Linked DNA regions of Mus musculus: regions 1, 2, 4, 5, 6 and 7 are each linked to region 3. Evidence: chromatin contacts called from public HiCAR-type, HiChIP or PLAC-seq, capture Hi-C and promoter capture Hi-C data. All regions are on one chromosome and are shown on one strand. The core of a region is the stretch at or near the end of the contact, and the rest is flanking DNA. Distances in the headings are between cores, read along the strand shown.

The links. Promoter capture Hi-C pulls out the DNA fragments that hold promoters and counts their contacts. HiCAR-type assays count read pairs that join an accessible place to other places. HiChIP or PLAC-seq counts read pairs in DNA pulled down with a chosen protein or histone mark. Capture Hi-C pulls out chosen DNA fragments and counts their contacts.
Region 1: a contact with region 3 is called in an H3K4me3 HiChIP or PLAC-seq map of embryonic forebrain, with 7 times the contacts expected there. The contact joins the promoter of Zcchc4 here to the promoter of Adgra3 in region 3. A contact is called at or near these places in 2 of 39 promoter capture datasets (the 3T3-L1 cell line and frontonasal cranial neural crest) and 1 of 115 datasets of contacts at active chromatin or transcription factors (embryonic forebrain).
Region 2: an H3K27ac HiChIP or PLAC-seq map of embryonic stem cells shows a contact between it and region 3, with 6 times the contacts expected there. The contact joins the promoter of Sepsecs here to the promoter of Adgra3 in region 3. A contact is called at or near these places in 3 of 39 promoter capture datasets (the 3T3-L1 cell line, hippocampal neurons and liver), 2 of 115 datasets of contacts at active chromatin or transcription factors (astrocytes and embryonic stem cells) and 1 of 9 other capture datasets (adipose tissue).
Region 4: a contact with region 3 is called in a HiCAR-type map of astrocytes, with 7 times the contacts expected there. The contact joins the promoter of Anapc4 here to the promoter of Adgra3 in region 3. A contact is called at or near these places in 3 of 39 promoter capture datasets (the 3T3-L1 cell line, 3T3-L1-derived adipocytes and liver) and 1 of 115 datasets of contacts at active chromatin or transcription factors (astrocytes).
Region 5: a contact with region 3 is called in a capture Hi-C map of embryonic stem cells, with 4 times the contacts expected there. The contact joins the promoter of Ccdc149 here to the promoter of Adgra3 in region 3. A contact is called at or near these places in 1 of 115 datasets of contacts at active chromatin or transcription factors (astrocytes) and 1 of 9 other capture datasets (embryonic stem cells).
Region 6: a contact with region 3 is called in a promoter capture Hi-C map of hippocampal neurons, with 4 times the contacts expected there. The contact joins the promoter of Pi4k2b here to the promoter of Adgra3 in region 3. A contact is called at or near these places in 4 of 39 promoter capture datasets (the 3T3-L1 cell line, hippocampal neurons, liver and 1 more) and 2 of 115 datasets of contacts at active chromatin or transcription factors (astrocytes and embryonic stem cells).
Region 7: a contact with region 3 is called in an H3K4me3 HiChIP or PLAC-seq map of embryonic forebrain, with 7 times the contacts expected there. The contact joins the promoter of 8030423F21Rik here to the promoter of Adgra3 in region 3. A contact is called at or near these places in 2 of 39 promoter capture datasets (hippocampal neurons and liver) and 1 of 115 datasets of contacts at active chromatin or transcription factors (embryonic forebrain).

What each region holds. Positions count from the first base shown.
Region 1 is chr5:52,781,606-52,784,305 of GRCm38.p6, reverse strand. It overlaps Zcchc4 (zinc finger, CCHC domain containing 4), which reads right to left and starts at 1,251. Exons shown (of 13, transcript NM_001308144.1): 1 at 1,092-1,251; 2 at 199-317. The coding sequence starts at 1,215.
Region 2 is chr5:52,668,451-52,671,199 of GRCm38.p6, reverse strand. Sepsecs (Sep (O-phosphoserine) tRNA:Sec (selenocysteine) tRNA synthase) reads left to right here and starts at 1,499. Exons shown (of 11, transcript NM_172490.4): 1 at 1,499-1,625; 2 at 2,147-2,301. The coding sequence starts at 1,512.
Region 3 is chr5:50,057,600-50,060,389 of GRCm38.p6, reverse strand. Adgra3 (adhesion G protein-coupled receptor A3) reads left to right here and starts at 1,394. Exons shown (of 19, transcript NM_133911.1): 1 at 1,394-1,838. The coding sequence starts at 1,615. LOC115490186 (a long non-coding RNA gene) reads left to right here and starts at 1,847. Exons shown (of 2, transcript XR_003955916.1): 1 at 1,847-2,256. Gm36702 (a long non-coding RNA gene) reads left to right here. Exons shown (of 3, transcript XR_001784857.2): 3 at 1-7.
Region 4 is chr5:52,832,774-52,835,474 of GRCm38.p6, reverse strand. Anapc4 (anaphase promoting complex subunit 4) reads right to left here and starts at 1,340. Exons shown (of 28, transcript NM_024213.2): 1 at 1,083-1,340. The coding sequence starts at 1,211.
Region 5 is chr5:52,470,170-52,472,869 of GRCm38.p6, reverse strand. It overlaps Ccdc149 (coiled-coil domain containing 149), which reads left to right and starts at 1,292. Exons shown (of 13, transcript NM_001379231.1): 1 at 1,292-1,519. The coding sequence starts at 1,472.
Region 6 is chr5:52,740,321-52,743,166 of GRCm38.p6, reverse strand. Pi4k2b (phosphatidylinositol 4-kinase type 2 beta) reads right to left here and starts at 1,593. Exons shown (of 10, transcript NM_025951.3): 1 at 1,199-1,593. The coding sequence starts at 1,448.
Region 7 is chr5:52,617,563-52,620,262 of GRCm38.p6, reverse strand. It overlaps 8030423F21Rik (RIKEN cDNA 8030423F21 gene), which reads left to right and starts at 1,252. Exons shown (of 3, transcript NR_045738.1): 1 at 1,252-1,376.

The DNA of each region.
Region 1 (2,700 bases), core at 2-2,501, 2.7 Mb before region 3:
AGTTCCAGGACAGCCAGGGCTACACTGAGAAACAATGTCTCAAAAAAAAAAAAAAAAAAAAAAAAAAAAAAAAAAAAAGGAAAAAAAAAATCTTTAAAAATACCAAATGCACTAAAATAAAGAAATCCTTTTATATAATGCTTAAACTTCATGTTTACTGGTTCATTCTCCGTAAAACTAGCCAAAATGTTACTGTACCTTTTCATCTTCCCACTGAAAAAAGTTACAGTCTTTTCTATCTCTACAGGCTGAGCAGGCATAAAACTTTCGTGTTTCTTCCTTCCCTTGGTTCACTTTTACAAAGAGAAGAGTAGGCCCTAGTTCCAGAATAGGAAGAAAAAATAAGTATCAAGCAGTAGTCTACACCAAGTTTCTCTGCCTTAAATAAAACTTATTTAGGCATTATACATAATTTATAATTCAATGTACTATCCTCTTTGATAAATCTTATTTTCTTCCATTGCAACACTGATGCATTTGAATATTAGAAATAATTTTTAAAACTGCTCTCTTCAAAAAGAAAATGCTTTCTGTTTACATTACAATAGTCAACAGCTGGGGTCCATGACGAAAGTATGCTTAAAAGAACAAACGCGAATAAAACAAGGGGGAAAGCCCGGAGAACTGCAAGGTTTGCCGTTACCATTTTCAGTGAAACCCTGAGCTTTACAGTTGGAAAGCCGCAAGAAGTAAACTTAATTAGGCTTCCAGGGTTTTGTTGTTTATTCTAACTTCAAAACAATAAAACCCCATCAATTCAACAAATTAAATTCCGCTAAGAACTTGTCAGCAAGAAGCCTTCAGCCCCGTGCATTCTACGTTCGGCTTTCTCCCTAACCTGTCCCCCAAAGCAGAGATGCTAACAGCTCTGGAGACAAAGCTCCAGCAGCCAGGACCTCTCTGGGGGTTTACTAAATAGAGTGACAAACACTTTCTGAAACCGGGTGTTATTCACGCATCACACAAGGTAAGGAAGAGGGGGTGGGAAAAAGCCTTCTCTTCCAGACACAAATCCGAAAAACCCGCAGAGCACCTAGCCCAAGCCTCGCCATTGGCGCCGCCGGCAAGGCTGAGCGCAGACGCCGACCCACCGTGCGGGCACAGCGGGGCAGGAGCCGTGGGGTTCGAGGGAAGCGCCACCTCTACCCCGGACGCCCTACGCCCCGCGTCGCCATCACCCTCCAGGGACTCAAGACAGTCCATGGGCGCCGCCATCTTTCTGCCGAAGTCCCGAAAGCCTCTGTCCCAACCAAGGAGGCGGAGAAAGAGCGCCGCCGCGGCACGCGGAACCCACAGCGCCCCACGCGTCCTGGAGGAGCCATGCCGCCGTCAGACCCAGAGTGAGAAACTAAGCAGGACACCCACCCACCCACCCACCCACCCACCCACACACACACCCGTGGGGGTTCTGGGGTGAAGCTGGAAGGCCTATGCCAAGAGAGCACCTATAACCAGGAGAAGAGATGAATCTTTAGAACAAAGATCTGATTAGATTATAGATCCAAAAGAGCAACAAAGAGGTAAACAATGGCTGAACCACACAGCACAGCAGCTCTATTGCGTTTAACAATGCCAAAGAACTGTCTAGTCTTTTGGTTTGGTTCTGTTCTGTTCTGTTCTGTTCTCTGACAGGGTTTCATGTAGTCCAGGCTAGCCTCTAACTCCCCAGTAGCAGAGTGTAGCCTGGAACTCCTAATCTTTTGCCTCTACCTCCCAAATGCTGGGGTTACAAACACATGCCTCACCATGCCTGGAGCTCATCTAACACTTGCTCTTACACGTAATTATTGAATTCTCGTTCTCGTTTGTACCTCAGGAAAAGAATGTCGCCATTTGCCAGTGGCAGTTGTCTACATAAAAAATATCAAAGAATGTACACTTTTTAAATAACTTCTAGGTTAACTTGAGTTTGGTAAGTTTCAGGATATGAGACTAACATACCCTGGCAGTGATTGTCTAAACATAAAATTTAGAATACCACTTAGAATTTCCAAGCAAAAGAAGCATGTATTTGTTTAACGTACACAGGTCTCATGAGCAGAAAACTAGAAAATGTGGTTGAAAAAAAAATCAAGAAAGATCTAAATAAATGTGGAAGCGTGGTCTGTTCATTACACGGGAAACGGAACACAGTAAAGATGCCACCTCCTACCAGGTTAAGTGCAGACAGGTTGAGTGCAGTTTCTAGCAAAATCTCAGCCAGATATACAAAGTATTATTCTGAATTTTATAGGGAAAGGCAAAGAAATGGCTAAAATAATTTTAAAAGAAAATAACCAAGTGGGAGAGATCAGTCTATCTAATTCCAAACAGTGGTAGTAGTAGTCAAGGCTCATTCATACACACATCTGTCAATGAAATTGCAAATTGTAACACGCGTACATGCGTGTATACACACATGCACATGCACACACTCTGATCTGAATAAGGTACATGAGGAGGTATATAATTATGATAATAAAGCAGCCTTCAAAAATGATACAGTCTTCTCTTTTCTGAGGAAAAACTTTGGTGAGAAAAATCCCACACCTTAGATTTAGGTACACAGTTATTCACCAGTTTACAACAGGCACAAATTCTAGAAACTCTGCCACTAGGGGATTTTATTGCATAGGCATTAGAGTAAAATTTAAAAAACTGGGGAGGCTACAACATCACCAAGATCCTAGGTTTTAGGGTTTTTTTTTTGCGGGTGGGGTG
Region 2 (2,749 bases), core at 250-2,749, 2.6 Mb before region 3:
TTTTGACCCAGGTTAAAATAAAATCAGAACTTAGAGAGACTATACAGGCTGTATCTTTTGGCAAGGAAATACCACAGACCACCCTGAAAATGGACATACACTATCTAAAATACATTTTAAAAATCAATCTAAAAATGGTGAAATGGCCATTGAGGTCATGGTTCAGCCCACTTTTGTAGACTTTTCCTAGACTATGTTGTAGGCAGGTTACAATGATCCTCAGTTAACCTCAGTGATCTTTGTCAAGCTTCACAGCTAATGTTGACTTGGGAGACTAACCAGCTTGTCTATGTTGCAATGAGTGGCTCCATAGAGACATGTGATATCCTTTTGAAGATATCTGGTAGCCCCTAAGCAAATGTCCCGGGAGGCTCAGAGATTAGCCGAGCAAAAGGTCCAACCATTTACCACATCCTTTCTTTTCAAAGGCAGGGGCTAGGCACCGGTAGTGTACAATGGTGCCTTTGAATAGCTGCAGGATTGTGACCTTTGTATGCTCAGGGATTTTAATGGGTAAGAAAGCTGGCTTGGCAGTGATCTCTCAGAACATTTTCATTGTTTCCCACATCTCCCCTCTTTCCCCATGAGCCTTTATTTTTATATGGCTACGATTCTATGAAATAGTGCATTACAGAGTCCCGTAGCTTCTTGTCCATTTTTGTTGTGGTGCCCAAAAAAGGTGAGGAACTCTTCTTCCCTCAAACATTTCAAAGTCATATAGAATTTGCAGGCCATGTGTGCTTGCTTGCTGACATGTAAGTACATATATGTTCTACCAGTGGGGAATTCCTACATTTGGTAGACTACTACTATGTTCTAAAGATACACTATTCATGGACAAATGTTAGTACAAAGTTCTTAAAGGAATTCTGTAGATCTAAACTTAGTAGAGAAAACTCTAGATCTCAGGTAAGATATGCATAAGGTTCCTCTTCCCATAATATGATGGTGGGTTGAGTTATTGCAGATTATTGCATAATTTAAAATGAAAAGAGTAACTATCATGAGATAAATTTGCCGCGAGAGCAGGGCTCTATCCTTTCCTAAGGTTGTCAGGCAGTAGGAATTGCTGAAATATATCAAGGTATGTATGATGTAAGGTTCTGGAATCTGACACAGTCTGGGGAAGACTCAAACAATATGACTGGAACAGATCATAAATTGTCATTTCCTGAGAAGCCCACACAATGACTCTTCTGCCTTCTCTGCCCTCTCTTGAAGTACTAGTGTTCTTGATTACAAGAGGGCTTACCTAGCCCAATCCAACTCCCCTTTCTTCTGGCCGGAAACCCGTTAATCTTGCCAACTCTCTCATATATACTCAAGGTTTCCAACTTCTTCCCAAGTGCTTGTGGTGTTGGGGAATGGGAGTGGAGGGCCACCAAGACGGCTCTGCGCATGCGCGGAAGTCGAAGGCGGCGTCTTAGGGTGTTTTGGGTCCACGGCCGCCCCGTACCGTCCGGGCAGCGCGTTGCATCCTGGGCCTCGGTGTGTGTTCAGTGGGCGCCGTCATGAACCCGGAGAGCTTCGCGGCGGGCGAGCGGCGGGTGTCTCCGGCTTACGTGAGGCAGGGCTGCGAGGCTCGGCGCGCCCACGAGCACCTCATCCGGCTGCTTCTAGAGCAGGTACTCGGCGCTCGGGCTCGGCGTGTGCCGAGAGGGGCGGGGCAGCGCGGCGCCTTGGTGTGTGCGGAGCTGTCAAAGTCCAAGGGCTTGGTCCGCCGGGGCCATTCGGGGATAGATCGCATGCGGCCGGTAGACCTGCGCCCGCGGGCAGCTGCCCGCCGCACCTCTCTGGCCTCACCTCTTGACGGGAGTCCTGAACCGTAGTGCCCCCAGGGTCTGCCAGCCCCTAGTTTGAAAACTCACCCGAGGACGTCACCTTTTCAGTTTCCCTAACTCCACTGAGCCCTCGCAAACTTCAGTGGCCATATTACATAAGTCCGCAACCTCTATAGTTTGTAGTCAAATAGAAAACGAACGTTTGGCCAATTGGCAAACGTTCCTTCATAGCTGCTGAGTTTATTTCTGATGTGAGGAATCAAGGGTCATTAAAACACATTAAAAGGAATTCAAGTACATTGATGTGGAGTTTTAGGGGCCGATAATTTACCTGAATATAAATGCCATTACTTTTTTTTTTTAAGGGCAAGTGTCCAGAGGATGGCTGGGATGAAAGTACCCTCGAACTCTTTCTGCATGAGCTTGCAGTCATGGATAGCAACAATTTCTTGGGTAATTGTGGTGTGGGAGAAAGGGAAGGGAGAGTGGCCTCTGCTTTGGTTGCTCGACGACATTACAGGTATGGTTCTTAAACTACTTATGAAATTATTTACTTATTCATTCATTCTGGGAATGGGAGTGGAAGGAACTTAAAATAATGGTGGTGGTATTCCTACTAAATTATAAAGTTTCCACTCAGAAATAATCCCTTCCCTCATGAAATGGGTAATGGGTACAGAAATCAAACGGAACTGAGAGATGGAACTGAGAGACTTGGAGCTTTCAAGACAGTAGTTCTGATATATGGTGGTTTCCTCTTTCATCCAGCAGACTGGTCAACATCACTGGTGCTGTGTTCTGACAATATTTAAACTAGTACATCTGTTATAAAAACTTAATGAAGCAAAACAAAGCAAAATTTAAAAAAGCATAGTTACGGCTGAGGAGCTGGCTCGGTGGTTAAGAGCACTGACTGTTCTTCCAGAGGTCCTGAGTTCAATTCCCAGCAACCACATGATGGCTCACAA
Region 3 (2,790 bases), core at 145-2,644:
TGTTCAACACATATGTAATAGCATTTAAAGCTGAATTTAATAAAAGTGAAATTGAATAAAAACCCCACTTCCTACAGAATTGTAGATAAATTTTAAGCTCTAGATAGCCACCCTTAACTAACTTGGATACTATAGGTCTGGATCCCTCTTTTCCTTGTCACATGCCAACTTCCAGAGCCAGAATAATTCTCTCCTCATTGATGTATTAGTAGATGCTATATGCACCACTGTGTTTAGATATTAGATAGTTAAATCTCAAGAAGTATCAAGTGATGCACAATTCGCACTTATCTAAGTGTCTTGGTAGCTTATTTACTATGGAGAACGCCAAATACATATATCTGGGACATGATCTTGGAAATTTTTTTTCGGAGGTCTTTTTAGATCCAAGTTAAAAAATGCCTGCCATGGACCCTGCTTCTCTTCCAGTTCTCTCGATGTAAGATCAAGCAGCTGGAATAACCACTCCTGTCTCTGTGACAGCCTAAGGGTGGCTGTGTTGGGAGGGACGGATAGGCTGATTGGGCACAGGTGTGTACACAGGTGCCACGCCCCACCTGTTGCTGAGTGGAACCAGTATAGGAAGCAAGGCCAGCAGGGGATGGACAGGCCACTGGCTGTGTCCACGGGCTGTGATCACGTGCTCCTTACCTGCTAAGTTACAGGGTTGAACTCCAAAGTACGCGAGGTTTCTGTATACCAAGTTGCTCCTTCCTGGATGTTAAGGAAGTCTGTTTCTCAAAGGAGAATAAAACTCATTTTGTTGGCTTGTATAGTCTCTATAAACTTAAACATAGGGTAGGAGAACCCTGGTCTTGCAAATGTTAGGGTGGGGTCTGCGGTCTTTGGCATGAATAATAAAATTCAGCTTGGGTTTCTTGGCTGCTTCGTCACTGTTGCTCCAACTGGTTAACATCTGATCTACCTGTGGACTCAGAAATTTCGGTTGAATGGTCCCCATGCATCCTCAGCCTGCCCACAGCTGCTTCAGGCCAGGGGCAGCTTCCGAGTTCAGTTTATTGGGAAGAAACCTGTTTCTGGCTCTGGCGGATAATGAAACTTTCTACCATGGCCTTTCTTTGGAAAGATTGGTTTCAGGCTCTTTCCCCTCGTCAGGTTGGAGAAAGGAACTTCACCCCCTCCAGCCAGGGCTCTTAGGGGCGTGCAGGGCGGCTTTGTCTGCCAGGCGGCGGCGCCAGGAAACGTGGAGCAGAGCCGCAGGGCTGCTGGAGTTAGACTAGTCTAGAACTTTCTTCCGCTGGGTCCAGGAGCAGCGGAGTTCCGGCCAGGACCTGGGGGCGTGCCCGGGTCGAGGTCGGGTCGGCTGCGGGCCTGAGAGCGCGCGGGGCTGGGGTGGGAGGAGCGGTCGCGCGGGGAGGAGCCGGCGGGAGGAGGCGGCGCTCCCGCGGGCCGAGCGGCGAGCTGGGACCCGGCGGCCCTGACCCCGCGGCTCCGCGGAGGGCGAGCGCGGCCGCGGACAAAGGAGCATGTCGTCGCGAAGCGGGACCGATCCTCGGGCCGCCGGGAGGCTCGGGCCACCGCCAGGGCCGCCCCGCCCCGCCGCCGCCCGCTAGGCCGGTGCCGTCTCTCGGCCCCGCAGGCCCGGTCAGCGGCATGGAGCCGCCGCCGCCGCTGCTGCTGCTGCCGCTGGCGCTGCTCGCTCTGCTGTGGGGAGGAGAGCGCGGGGCCGCGGCGCTGCCCGCGGGCTGCAAGCACGACGGTCGGGCCCGGGGTACCGGCCGAGCGGCCGCCGCCGCCGAGGGGAAGGTGGTGTGCAGCAGCCTGGAGCTCGCGCAGGTTCTGCCCCCGGACACGCTGCCCAACCGCACGGTCACCCTGTGAGTAACCCACGACGCCCCGCTGCCCTTTCCTGGGCTTCCCTCGCTCCCGGGTGCGCGGAATGGGCGCGGGGGTCTCCCGGGTATACACGCTCCTTTGTGTGCGCGCGGCGGCGGGCTGGGGGTGGTGCTGGAGAAGCCCTGTGGCTTAGTGTGGGACCAGGGTGGCCCATCGCCTTCGCAACCGCCTCTGTTCCCCCTCTGCTAGTTTTGCAAAGAAAAGTTTTCGGGGTTCCCGGGAGCGTCCCATGCCATCCCTGCTTTTGCTGTGCTCCGGCCGCCGAATACCACGTGAAGATGCTAATAAACACTCAGTCGGTGCAGTCCAAGCTCATTCATCCTGGCTCGGGGCTTCTGGGGAACACCCTGTGTGCTCCGAAGTCTTCATCCTAACTGTGGAAATGAAGTTGCACCTGAGGTAGATCCAGTTTGCAGGACGCCACAGTTTAGGGTGGCTCTGTGTGGTCTCCAAACCTCTACGAAGCTCTCGTCGCTTTCTGCCTTACTTTTAGTGCTCTTTCAGAACAACTTTTAGAGTTACTAATTTCGGAGAAATGTAAGATAAAAGTTGTCCAAGTCCATTTCAGCCCCATACTGAAGTCGGAGAGCTCTCGGGAAAGCCAGGAACTTCGGGATTGAAAACAGTGTGTGTTGAGTGAGCCCTCCAGAGGTTGGAAGGACTTCGGGTTTTCAGTGTGGGTTTCCACCTGGAAGGAAAAGTTTGGTAACTCAACTGTGCTATAGGATCCAGGGTTCAGTCCTGGAAACGTGGTTCTTTGTGCCAGCTGGACAGAGCGGTTGGCCCAGTGACTTTAGATTCAGTTTTCTGTGAAAGATGAATTGGTCTGGAAAAGTTTGAGTCACAGTGTTTGTAGCGGGTATTTTGGCAGGCTGAAATCTGAGTCCCTGGGCGTCTTGCTTCCCTATGTTGTTTTGGTAGGTTTCTTAAAAA
Region 4 (2,701 bases), core at 91-2,590, 2.8 Mb before region 3:
ATATTTTCTTTCTTTTTTTTTTTTTAAGGTACACCTACATGTATGTATTTGTACCACATTTGTGCAGTCAGTGCCCCAGGAGGCCAGAAGAGGCCATCAGTTCTCCCTGGAACTGAAGCTACCGACAGTTGTGACCATGTGGGTGCTATGAACCAAACCTAGGTCATTTATAAGAACAGCAAGTGCTCTTGATAGCTGAGCCATGTCTCCAGCCCCTTTTGTATCTTTTAAACTTACCTTTTTGAAAAGGTTAAAAAGCCTATCCAAGACAATAGACAAAAGAAGTAACACAAACAACATGAATATGTAGGTGACATAGTAAAATAACAACAATAATGACTGCACTCTTAGCCCACGCCTTAGCTATGTCACCAGCCATGGATCTTAGAGACAGAGCCGTGCCACACAACACGATAATGCAATCTGGCACACTAAGCATTTCTGGGTGCTAGGCCTTCCTTACCACCTAGTTTTACATAGGTGAGGGTGCTAAGTGGCATGGATGATGGGACCCTTTCAAGATGGCTGTCAGGTAATAGTCATCCTCCACAGAAAGATGGGTATCTAGTTGTACTTGATATCGCATGTTCACGTTCCTAATGTCAGAAATGCTAACTGACAACGTCCACACGCATTCTGTCTGCAATTCTGTGAGGCATCAGCCTTTCAACTTAAAGATCTTCTAAATAGCTAGATGTAACAAAGATGTAAAACCTCGGAACCAAGCATCCTCTGTAGCAACTGCACACACACACACACTTCCAGTTGGACTTGACAGTTCATCTTCATTCTCTACTAATCTGAAACCAACTTTGGGCGGGGTCTGATGGTGCATCCCTGGCCAAATCAATTCCTGGAGTCCTGGGTGTGCAGAACTTGGAGGGAATTTGTTCTTCTGGGCCATACAGGAAATGGAATACACATCCTGTCTGGAAGGCACAGTATTTTACACAGTCTCTTAAAGTTAACAGCCATGCTGAGATGTAGGGGCAGGAGAGATGTGCGATTCGCCACGTCTGCCAAAGGGGAAACTGAGGCTCGAGGGTCCCAGCCCAGGCGACCTCTCTCACCAGCTCACTTACCTCGCCTGTAGTGTTGGCCAAAGCAATGAGGTCTCGCTTGGGGGACCAGGCCAAGAAAATAATCTCCTGTGGCAGCTGCTTCTCTCCCACCACCCGAAAGGATGGGAAACAGGTCGGAAAGCGCAGCATGGGTGCGGCCCTGCAACGACGTGCGCGAGAAGGCCGCCGGAGCACCCGGCCACAAAGCTCTGGCACAAAGCCCTGCCAGCAGCGGTACCTGCCAGAGTCGCAGACTCGGCCTACTCCTAGCCAGCGGCCTTCCCCGCCCTCTCACTCCGCCCTCCGCGCTCGGAGAAAGCTTCCGGCGCCGACGCCGGGACGTCTTCGCGAGAGGAAGTGAGTGGCACAGCAGCCGCGCGCCGGTGGGGCGGGGAGAGCGCAGGGCGGGGCTTGATGTAGGGCGGAGCCGTGTGGGCGGGGCGAGCGAGTGCTTAGGGCAAAGTTAGCCTAGGCTACAGCGGGTGAGGGCGGGGCTAGAAGGGAGCGGAGCTAGGCCGTAGCTGGGCGTGGCTAGGGCGGAGCGAGCTCTGGTGTCTCGGAGGTCCCCTACTCTGGGCTGCCCGCTGCACAGCAAGTACCAAAGGAATCCTTAACCCTGTATACGCGGACGTGTGGGAACCCTTCCAGGCCTTTTCCGTTTGCTCAGAAATTCGCTGCTGTGTACACAATCCCTTTTGTTCTAGGTTTAGGCTCTAATCAAAACTCCGGACTCACACACTGGACCTCCTTTGGCACACAGTCGTTTTCAGCCCTGGATGCATTGTAGAATTTAAAACAACAAACCTCTCTATCAGGCAGCATTTTAGCAAATTAAAAGAGGGTTAACATTGGACGGAAATCACCATTTAAAAAGAAAACAAAACACTGAATGATTCCTATCTACAGACATATACTGTTAAAGTGCTTGCACCCTCCCTAACAGGGACAAATAGTGTGTTTTCTTTCGCCTTATTTAAATGATTTCTTGACTTGTAGCAAACTCACCACAGTTAAGAGGAAACAGGATTTATTCTGTGGCTATCTAAGCATTCAATTTTGTGAGAAAATGTGGACAGACACTGCCCAGGCAACCTCAATTGTCAATCTGTTGATCACAACTGCTCTGGGTTTTAAGTATAAAGACCACTCTGCAAGAAGGGAGAGCAAAGTAAGTCTACATTTTATCATCAGTAGTACTGTTTATCAAAACTGTTTCCCTCTGTCATGGTTTGAATATGCTTTGCCCAGGGGGTGGCACCATTTGGAGGTGTGGCCTTGTTGGAGTAGGTGTGTCACTGTGGGTGTGAGCTTTAAGACCTCATCCTAGCTGCCTTGAAGTCAGTATGCTGCTAGCAGACTTGATATGAAGTAGTAGAGCTCTCAGCTTCTCCTGCACCATGCCTGCCTGGATGCTGCCATGTTCCCACCTTGATGATGTCCGACTGAACCTCTGAACTCAGAGATCTGCATGGCTCTGCCGCCTGTAATGCTGGAATTAAAGGTGTATACCACCATGCCTGAATCTAAACTTAGCTGGATGGGATCTTACCCCCAATCCCTTAATCTTTTATTTCCTAGAACGTAAGATTCAGCTCCATTTCACTTCCTGGTGCCCCTTTAATATGTGAACCACATTTTGT
Region 5 (2,700 bases), core at 43-2,542, 2.4 Mb before region 3:
AGAACTGACCCGCTCTCAGCAGGAACTGACAATGTAAATCCATGGTGGCCGTGAGGTTTCTACAGCTGCCAAATGGACTTACCAACTTCTCAGGCCACCTACTCCTTTATACAAGCTGAGTTTCCCCAAGTATGGAAAGCTTTCTGTTGGCAACTATGTGGGGGCGGGGATCACATAGCATTCATCTGAGGTTCCCTCTGGAGGTCTCTAGTCTTCCTTTCCCATGAAAGTTTCATGGAATTATCTTTAGAAAGTTTTTTTTTTTGAAAATTTTATACAATATATTTTAAATATTCTTATATTCTTTCCTCTTCTTCAAGACCTCCTAGGCCCCTTCTCTTCACCCCCAACTTCTTATTTTTTCTCTCTCATAAAAACCAAAACAAACAAAAGCATTTAAAAAAATCCGTGACGTTCTATTGTGTTGGCTGACTAGGACTGAACACGGGGCCTGCCTTGCCGTGTGTTTGAAATATCACTCTGTTAAGAAAACGGATTTTCCCTCTCCCAGAAGCTATCAGTTGCAAGTCGCTTCTTGGTTAGGGGTGAGACTTTGCGGCCATGTCTCTTCTCATTTTTGTGTCTGACTTGGGCTTGTGTGTGTTTTGAGAGTCCATATGAGCCCTGTTGTGCTTGCAAACTGTTTCCTCGAAGTCACCCACCATCTCTGACATCTCTTTGCAGCCTTTCCACCTCCTCTTCTACACAGAGCCCTGAATAGCACAATCTTCAGCTGGCTCCTCTCTTAACTCATGCTAAATCCCACCACCAAGCTTTTTGGCCCTATTCAGAATTTAGAGTTTTATTTTCAAACTTTGTACTTGCGTTCTAGTACGACATCAGATACTTAAAAAGAAATGTTGGTCGCTTTAAAAATCAGTATAATGTATGTACAGTATGGTGAGCTTCATTCATACGCTCGACCAAAAGATGTAGAGCATCTACTGCGTGCCAAGGTTGCTCCAATGTGTACTCAGGGGAAAGAAGGGCCCTTCCTTGGTGGAGCTTCAGTTTCAATGGTAGAGGCCTGACCTGGCAGGGGATGGCTGGATGGAGGAGTTTGGCTTCTCGACCTGGGGATGACACCCACCTGTTCGCCAGCCTCCCTCCCTCACCACAGGCCTGGGAATGCTGGAGTCTGGGGTTATGTGATGGTTCACATGCAGAGTCCCTTCCTTCCCTAGGAGACACAGCTGGTGGCCTGGGGTCCCCGGGGTGCCGCGGCTGGCACCGGCCCCGAGCCACTGTAGGGCAGTGGTTGGGGCCCGGCTCCTCCTCCCCTTCCTCCGCGGAGGCTGACGTGGAGGCAGCGGCGCGGGCAGCCGCGGGAGGCGGCGGCGCGGAGGCTCGGAGGTTCCTGGCCCTCTCCGGGCTGCGCGGGGCCGGGGTGGCGGCGGCGGCGGCGGCGACAGGAGCAGGAGGAGGAGAAGGGAGGCGGTTGTGCAGCCCGCCCGCGCACGCAGGAGGGGACATGGACGGCGATCGGACCGAGAGCGACTGGCAGGGGCTGGTGAGCGAGGTGAGGCCGGGGCTCCGGATCGGCCTCCTGAGCCGCTGCAGCAGGTCCCCAAGCCCTGTGAGCCCGGGTAGCAGGTGGCCGCGGCAGGACCTGCAGGTGCACGGTCCACCCCTCACGTTCGGGCCTGCGGGGGAGCCGCGGTCGCCCGCACCATCTGGTGCCAGGCTTTGGGGAGGGGCCTTTCGCTCGCCAGCGTTTGGCCTAGGATTGGAGAGACTGAGAAGCCCTGGGATCCGGGAGGGGAAAGAGCCAAGCCCCACCTGCCTGCCTAGTCACCACTGTTATGGAGGCAAGCGATTGGATGATTCCCGATGCTGAAAAGGTGACGCCTGAGGGACCATCCGGGCCCTTGGGTAACAACTGGGCAGGTGCAATGACTTGGAGCAGCGGTTTAAGTGAAAGAGTTTGGCATCCTTGCAATGGTTGGTTCATGCGTTCACTTACTCCACTCTCTGAGCTCCTGTTTCCCGCACCTACTATGTGCTGTGAGGTAGTGAAACCATTCATTTCTCAAAGGAAAATGAGACAGGTACAGAGGTGATGTGACCTGTGGATATAGACAACTCCACGCCCTCCCCTGTGAATGGGCCAGAAGGAAGCTTTCAGACTCTTAGGCTGCCTTCTCTCTGATCCACCCAGTTGGTTGGCTCGGGTCAGGCAGCTAGCTTCTCCAGGTGAGAGGGATCCTGATGTCTTCCTTCCCCTAGCAAGCTACCAATTCACCTCCCTCACCTGTATGGACGGCTCCTCCATTATCTAGCCACTTAACACCCAGTGTGTGTAGAGCAATGAACTCCACCACTTAGAGCCACTTAGTTTAGTTCCTTCAAACATTGGTCTAGCACTGGAAGGGGTTATGTCTCGGCCCACGGCCCAGCTCTATCTTCTCTGTCAGGTTATCTTCTCTATCAGGCTTTGTGTCAAGGAATATATCCACTGGGAATCTCATCTCTGGGCCCATCCAGAATCATCTATAGCAGTAAAAGATGATGAAGGTGGGGGTGGGTTCTCCATGGAAGTCCAGGAGTGGGTGCTGACTTAGAAGGTACGGTATTCTTGTTCAGGTAGATCTGTGTTGAGAATGGTCATTCCAAATCAAGCACACTACCTGGCCATGGGGATGCACGCCTGTGGTCCCAGCTCTTGGTAGAGGTAGAGGCAGGAGGATCAGGAGTCCAACC
Region 6 (2,846 bases), core at 344-2,843, 2.7 Mb before region 3:
AACCCACTCAAACAGTAAAAGTTTTTCAAGACTCTATTTCAAGGCTCTATTTCAATCTAACACACGAGGTAACTCTGGGGCAAGTAGCAGCCATATGGATCTTAGCTACCTCACAGACTAGATTCTACCTCAGATAGGGCCAAAGTGTCCACTGCAGCTGGCTGAACAGAGATTTGTGAAAGTGGAAAACTTCACATTCCTTTGCTCTATTCAGTGTTGCATGGCAAACTCATCCATCAGCTAACGTCGTGGTAAGGGCAGACCCCTATGTAGTTAATGTGTTTCAGAGACGACTTCCTTTAGGTCTCTTATTTAGAGGATTTGTGTTTGAATAAAAGTTGTTAGAACTCTTGACTTGCCCTGTTCAAATCATTTCAAGTCACATTAGCACACTGGTAGGTCAAATAAACTTAACTTCTAAGAAATGCAGTATTAATAACAACTACCTTCCCTGTGGCTTTTCCACAAGGAGTCATATGGAATGATGCTCGTGGAATAGTGCATATGATACTTCTTTGGATCCATCCTATCATCATCAAGTAGGAGAAAAAGGGAAAAAAAAAAAAAAAAAAAAAGCCAGTCTAGACTCCAGATGGATCTCATACAAATCTACTCCATTTCAGCCACACTCCACTCCACCGGTCCAAACTCACCACACAGACACCCAGGCCTGCAATAGCATGCCTTAATTTTTAGTTTAAACATTGTTAGTTAGCCTCTCTTTCAAAGGTCCACTTAAAATCAGCCCAGGAGATAATGAAAAGGTGTTTTTCTTTTTAAGCGCGCAAATATACTTTGCAGAGAGCTGGCGGCAGGAGTTCGCCCGCCTCCGCCCCCTCTGGCTAACGTCACAATAGCAACATTTAATAGAAAGTTTTGAAACTTGTCCCAGCGGCAAATGGTCATCCCTTCCTATTATCTCTCGGCTTATCATCCGCCCTGTAAACTCATGACTCCGACGAGAACTTTCTGGATCGTTGTGCGTTCTTAATTCAGAACTTAAGTCCAAACTTGAACAAACAACTTACGTCACAGTCCTGGATGAAGTTTCCCTCAGTGTTGGGTTCCCACTTGGACTGACTCTTTGGGGAAGCCTACAGAGTGAGATTTTAGTGGTCCCCGTTCTCCTGCCACAGAGGGAAAGGTGAGAGGAAACTGAGGCAGGGAAGGGCGGGTTGCGCGCGCGCATGGGTCGCACCTGAGCTCGTAGTGCGGGTCCGATCCAGCTCGGTGGACAAGCTCGCGGAGATCGACCCTTCCCCGGACACCGCCGGCGGCTCGTCGGTAGCGGGCTCGCGGAGGACATCCGCGCCCTCGTCCGCCTGCATTCTCACGGCGCTCCCGGGCGCGACCCTCCGCGGCTGGGCCCAGGCAACGCGAGGCAGCAGCGGCTCCCGCTCCTCGTCCTCGTCCTCCGAGGGGCGGGTGGGCTCGCAGGCCTCCGCCATGATGTCCCGGGGCGGCTCCGGCGCTCAGAGCCGCCGGGCTCCGGACTGGGACCCCAGCATCACGCCAAACCGCGGGGGACTGCTCCCACCGACGCCACCTCACCAGTCCACCAGCCCGCGCCGGCCACGCCCAGCCGCCGGCCACGCCCCGCCTCTCGAGCCCCGGGACGCCTTCCTTACGCCTGCGCAGAAGGACAGGGGGTGGGGCAAGCGAGGGTGGGGCGGGGCGGGGCGGGGTAGGGCATTGATGGCCACCTGTGTCTCAACTCCCAGAGCGTTGCCAGCCATTGCAGTGGATCCAGCAGAAAGCCAGGACCAGCGTCATTTCCGCGGGAGGTGCATCCCTTCCAACCTAAATAGTCCTCTCTTATTACTATATACATAATATACATTTATTTCACTAACTTTTCTCTAAAAGTTCATGAAGGCTGGGAGCTACTTCTATTACTATAGTCCATATGTTAAATATATAGTTTTGTAATCATAATCTGTGCATTATATGCATTTATTTGCTACTAAAATCGAGACGGGAGTGTATGTTTAGACATTCTTGATAGTGGTAATTTATAGATTTCTTTTGCTTTGACTGAAGTTAAACTAAGGTGTGTCAACACTTAGAAATCTTTCAAAGGCTGTATTTCGGCTGTGCTAATTTTTTTCCCTACTTCGCTGACTTTATTTTTTATTTTTATTTTGCTTCTTACTACTCATCTGTTTCACTTTTCTTTTCCTAGTTGTTTAGTAAAGATTAAAACATCGAGGAAGACCCGGGCGTGGTGGCGCACGCCTTTAATCCCAACACTCGGGAGGCAGAGACAGGCAGATTTCTGAGTTCCAGGCCAGCCTGGTCTACATAGTGAGTTCCAGGACAGCCAGAGCTACACAAAGAAACCCTGTCTCGAAAAAAACAAAAAACAAAAAAAAAAAAAAAAAAAAAAAATCGAGGAGGTTCCTACCTTTTAAACATAATGCCTTTAGAGCTGAGTTGCCTTCAGAGCTTTGCTTTAGCTGCGGTTCCACTGTTTTTGATGTAGTGTGCTTCACTTTTGACTCAGCTGATAATAGTTTATAATTACTTTTAGGATTTTCCTCTTTGATCTACTACTTTGAAATGTATTAATTTTCAAATTTAAGTACTGTGCTGGTTAGTTTTTGTCCACTTGATACAAAAGACTCTCTTGGGGAGAAGGACACTCCATTGAGGAACTGGCTCCATCAGAATAGTTTGTGAGCATATCTTTGGGGAATTTCTTGATTAATGTTTGATATGAAAGAACCCCATCCACTGTGAGTAATGCCATCCACCTACTATTTTGAAATTTTTATCTTGTTTGTTTCATCCTTCTTTATTGTTGTTGTTTTTTGGATGGGACAAATGTTCTATGTGCAGTTTTATGA
Region 7 (2,700 bases), core at 3-2,502, 2.6 Mb before region 3:
ATGTCTCCATTCACCACCCAGGTTCTGCCCAGGTCCTCAAAACTTCTTCCCAGGGGTCTTGTTTTGGGCCACTGGGATTCACAGAAATGGATCACGGGGGACACAACAGAATGGGGGAAAACATGGGGGTGTGCCATGCATCTTGAAGACTGTTTGCCAGGGGTGATGTCCACAACATCCACATTGGTCTTTCATTCTCAGAGCTTGTGGCCTTGAGCAGTGGTTGGCCTGCAGGCCTTCTATGCCTTCTATGGCCTCACCCCAGTGCTGTAAGATGGGCAGGACGCTCTGCCCAGGAAACCAGACTTTTGAAGGCTGAGGCACCTGTTCTAGATTCCCAAAGCTGGGGGTGGCAGGTAGGAACTGACTCCAAGTCAGCCGCACTAGCATGCAAAGAAGGGGCCATGTTAGGGTCCAGACATTCCCCTGAGGATCAGGGTGGCAAGGCCCAGTGCCCTCTTCCTTGACAGATGTCAGTGCCTATCTAGCTGCTGGGCTCACCAAAATTTGGAAATATGATTTATACTTGTCTTGATGAATCAGTAAAGTGATCAGGTGGGAAGAAAAAATTCGGTTGAGGGCATTAGGAGAAGGGCTAGGGAACACTCTGACATGTTTGCAATCTTAATGTTTCTTTTTTTCCCATCTATCTCTCTTCCTCTCTCTGCATAATATATCTCCATCTTTCCTCATCTCTCTATTCTTTACCTCTCTCCATCTATCCCTTTCTCTCTCTTTAAAAAAATTATGTGCATAATGTTTCGTCAGTATGTGTGCCTGTGCCTGTGCCTGTGTACCACCGTATCTGAGGATGTCAGAAGAGGGTGTCAGATTCCCTGGGCTTTCAGTTATGGTTAGTTGTGAACCACCATGTGGGTGCTGGGAATCGAACTCAGGTCCTCTGGGAGAGCAGCAGGTGCACTTAACTGCTCTGCCACCTCCCAGTCTTCTTTCCCTGTCCTTATCCCCATCCTCTTTGTCCTTCTATTTTTTTTTTTTTTTATCTCTTCCCATCTCTATTTCTTTATGGCTTCTTCTCATTCCTAATTCTTCTCTTCTCCCCTTCCTCTTCCTCTCCTTTCTCTCCCCCCCCCCCTGCACCCCACCCCGTGTCTGTCTCCAGCCCCACTCCCCCCTTCCCTGCCTGCCCCTTACTTCAAGCATTCAGGGTTTCGCCAGGGGGCTAATCAACATGGGGGGTGGGGCTACACAGCTCTCCGAGTTTATTCACTGAAACAACTCTGTATTACCAGGACTTGTTCGCCGCGAAACTGACTGCTTACGTTTTATGTGGCCATTGATCTTTAATCTGAGTCTGCCTGGAGGTTTCCTATAACATCAGGACTCCCTGGCCCTAGATGTGATTGCACACCGGAGTAAGTGGCGGCCCAGGCTGCTCTTTTCTCATCGGAGCAGCTGAAATGGTTGTATGGTGGGTGGAAAGTGCTGAGGTGTGGGTTCTATAAATAGCTGAGCTTGGTGGCGCGGTCTCCTCGGGGTGCCGGGCGGCGCGGATCTGGGGATGGGGTGCGGGCTGCAGTCGCGGGGGAGGCTGCTATCTATAGCGCGCTATTTTTAGCTGCATCAGCCGAGGAACCTGACAGCCGGTTAATGACTGCCACCCGCCGCGCGTCTGCGCGCCCCGGCTTTGGCACGCCAGGAGCAGCTGCGCCATGCTCAAAGTTGTCGCCTCGGAAAAGGCCTCTCTCCCTGGGAAGCAGGGCTGTTGCAAGAAGGCACTGGGCCTTGCCACCCTGATCCTCGGGGGAATGTCCGGGTTTTAACCACAGCCCCTTCTTTGCACGTTAGTGCAACCTGGAGGGAGACTGCAGAGAGGGGGCGTGCGTGCGGCCTGAGGTGGGCAGGACACAACAGGAGGCAGACCTGAGAGGCCAGAGTGCTCTCCTTGAGCCCTGGGGAAGTCAGACACCTGGCCAGAAGACTGGGGGCGGCCACCTTGACTCAGAGATCATGATTTCCATAGGGAAAAGTCCTGCAGTTTGGAAATGAGATGTCCTTGAGAGATGTGCTGTTACGGTTTTATAGACGTGGTGCTGTGCACACGGAGGCTGAGTGATTTGCTCAGGAACACAGAGCCTGCCACCTCTCTCTGTACCCTCTGCAGCTGCTGCACCCTGTCAAGGGCCTGGTGACAGTGACACTCTGAACAGATCCCACAGCCTCCAAGCAAGTGGCCACTAGCTTATCATTAAGATGGAGTGGGGGCCTGAGAAGGGCCAGGGTCCCTGGTGGGAGGAGACCTGTGGCCATTTCACACAGGGAAGAGGGTCAACATGAAGTCTGAGCCCCTCCTATACTCCTCCTCCATGGCACTGAAGGGTGCGGCAAGCAGCAGGGCTTAGTCACGGTTCTGAGCCCTGTGTTATACAGATTGGCGCAGAGTCCTCCTTGCAATCCTAGAGATGCAGGAGAATCAGTGCTACCATCGCTTTAAAGACGGAGAAGAGAGACACAGAGAGGTTAATTAGTTGTTCAGGGCCATCCACTTAGGAAAGAGGGATTGAAACTGGGGGTCATCTGGCCATTGGCTATCTGTACCCTGAGACTCCCCACTGCCTCTGCATAAAATGCATCTGACTAAATCAACTCAGTGTGGTCAGATTTAAAGGATCTGAGACTCCTCTTCTCCACCCAGTCCCCTCTAAACTCTACAGCCCTAAGATCCAATTCTCACATGCT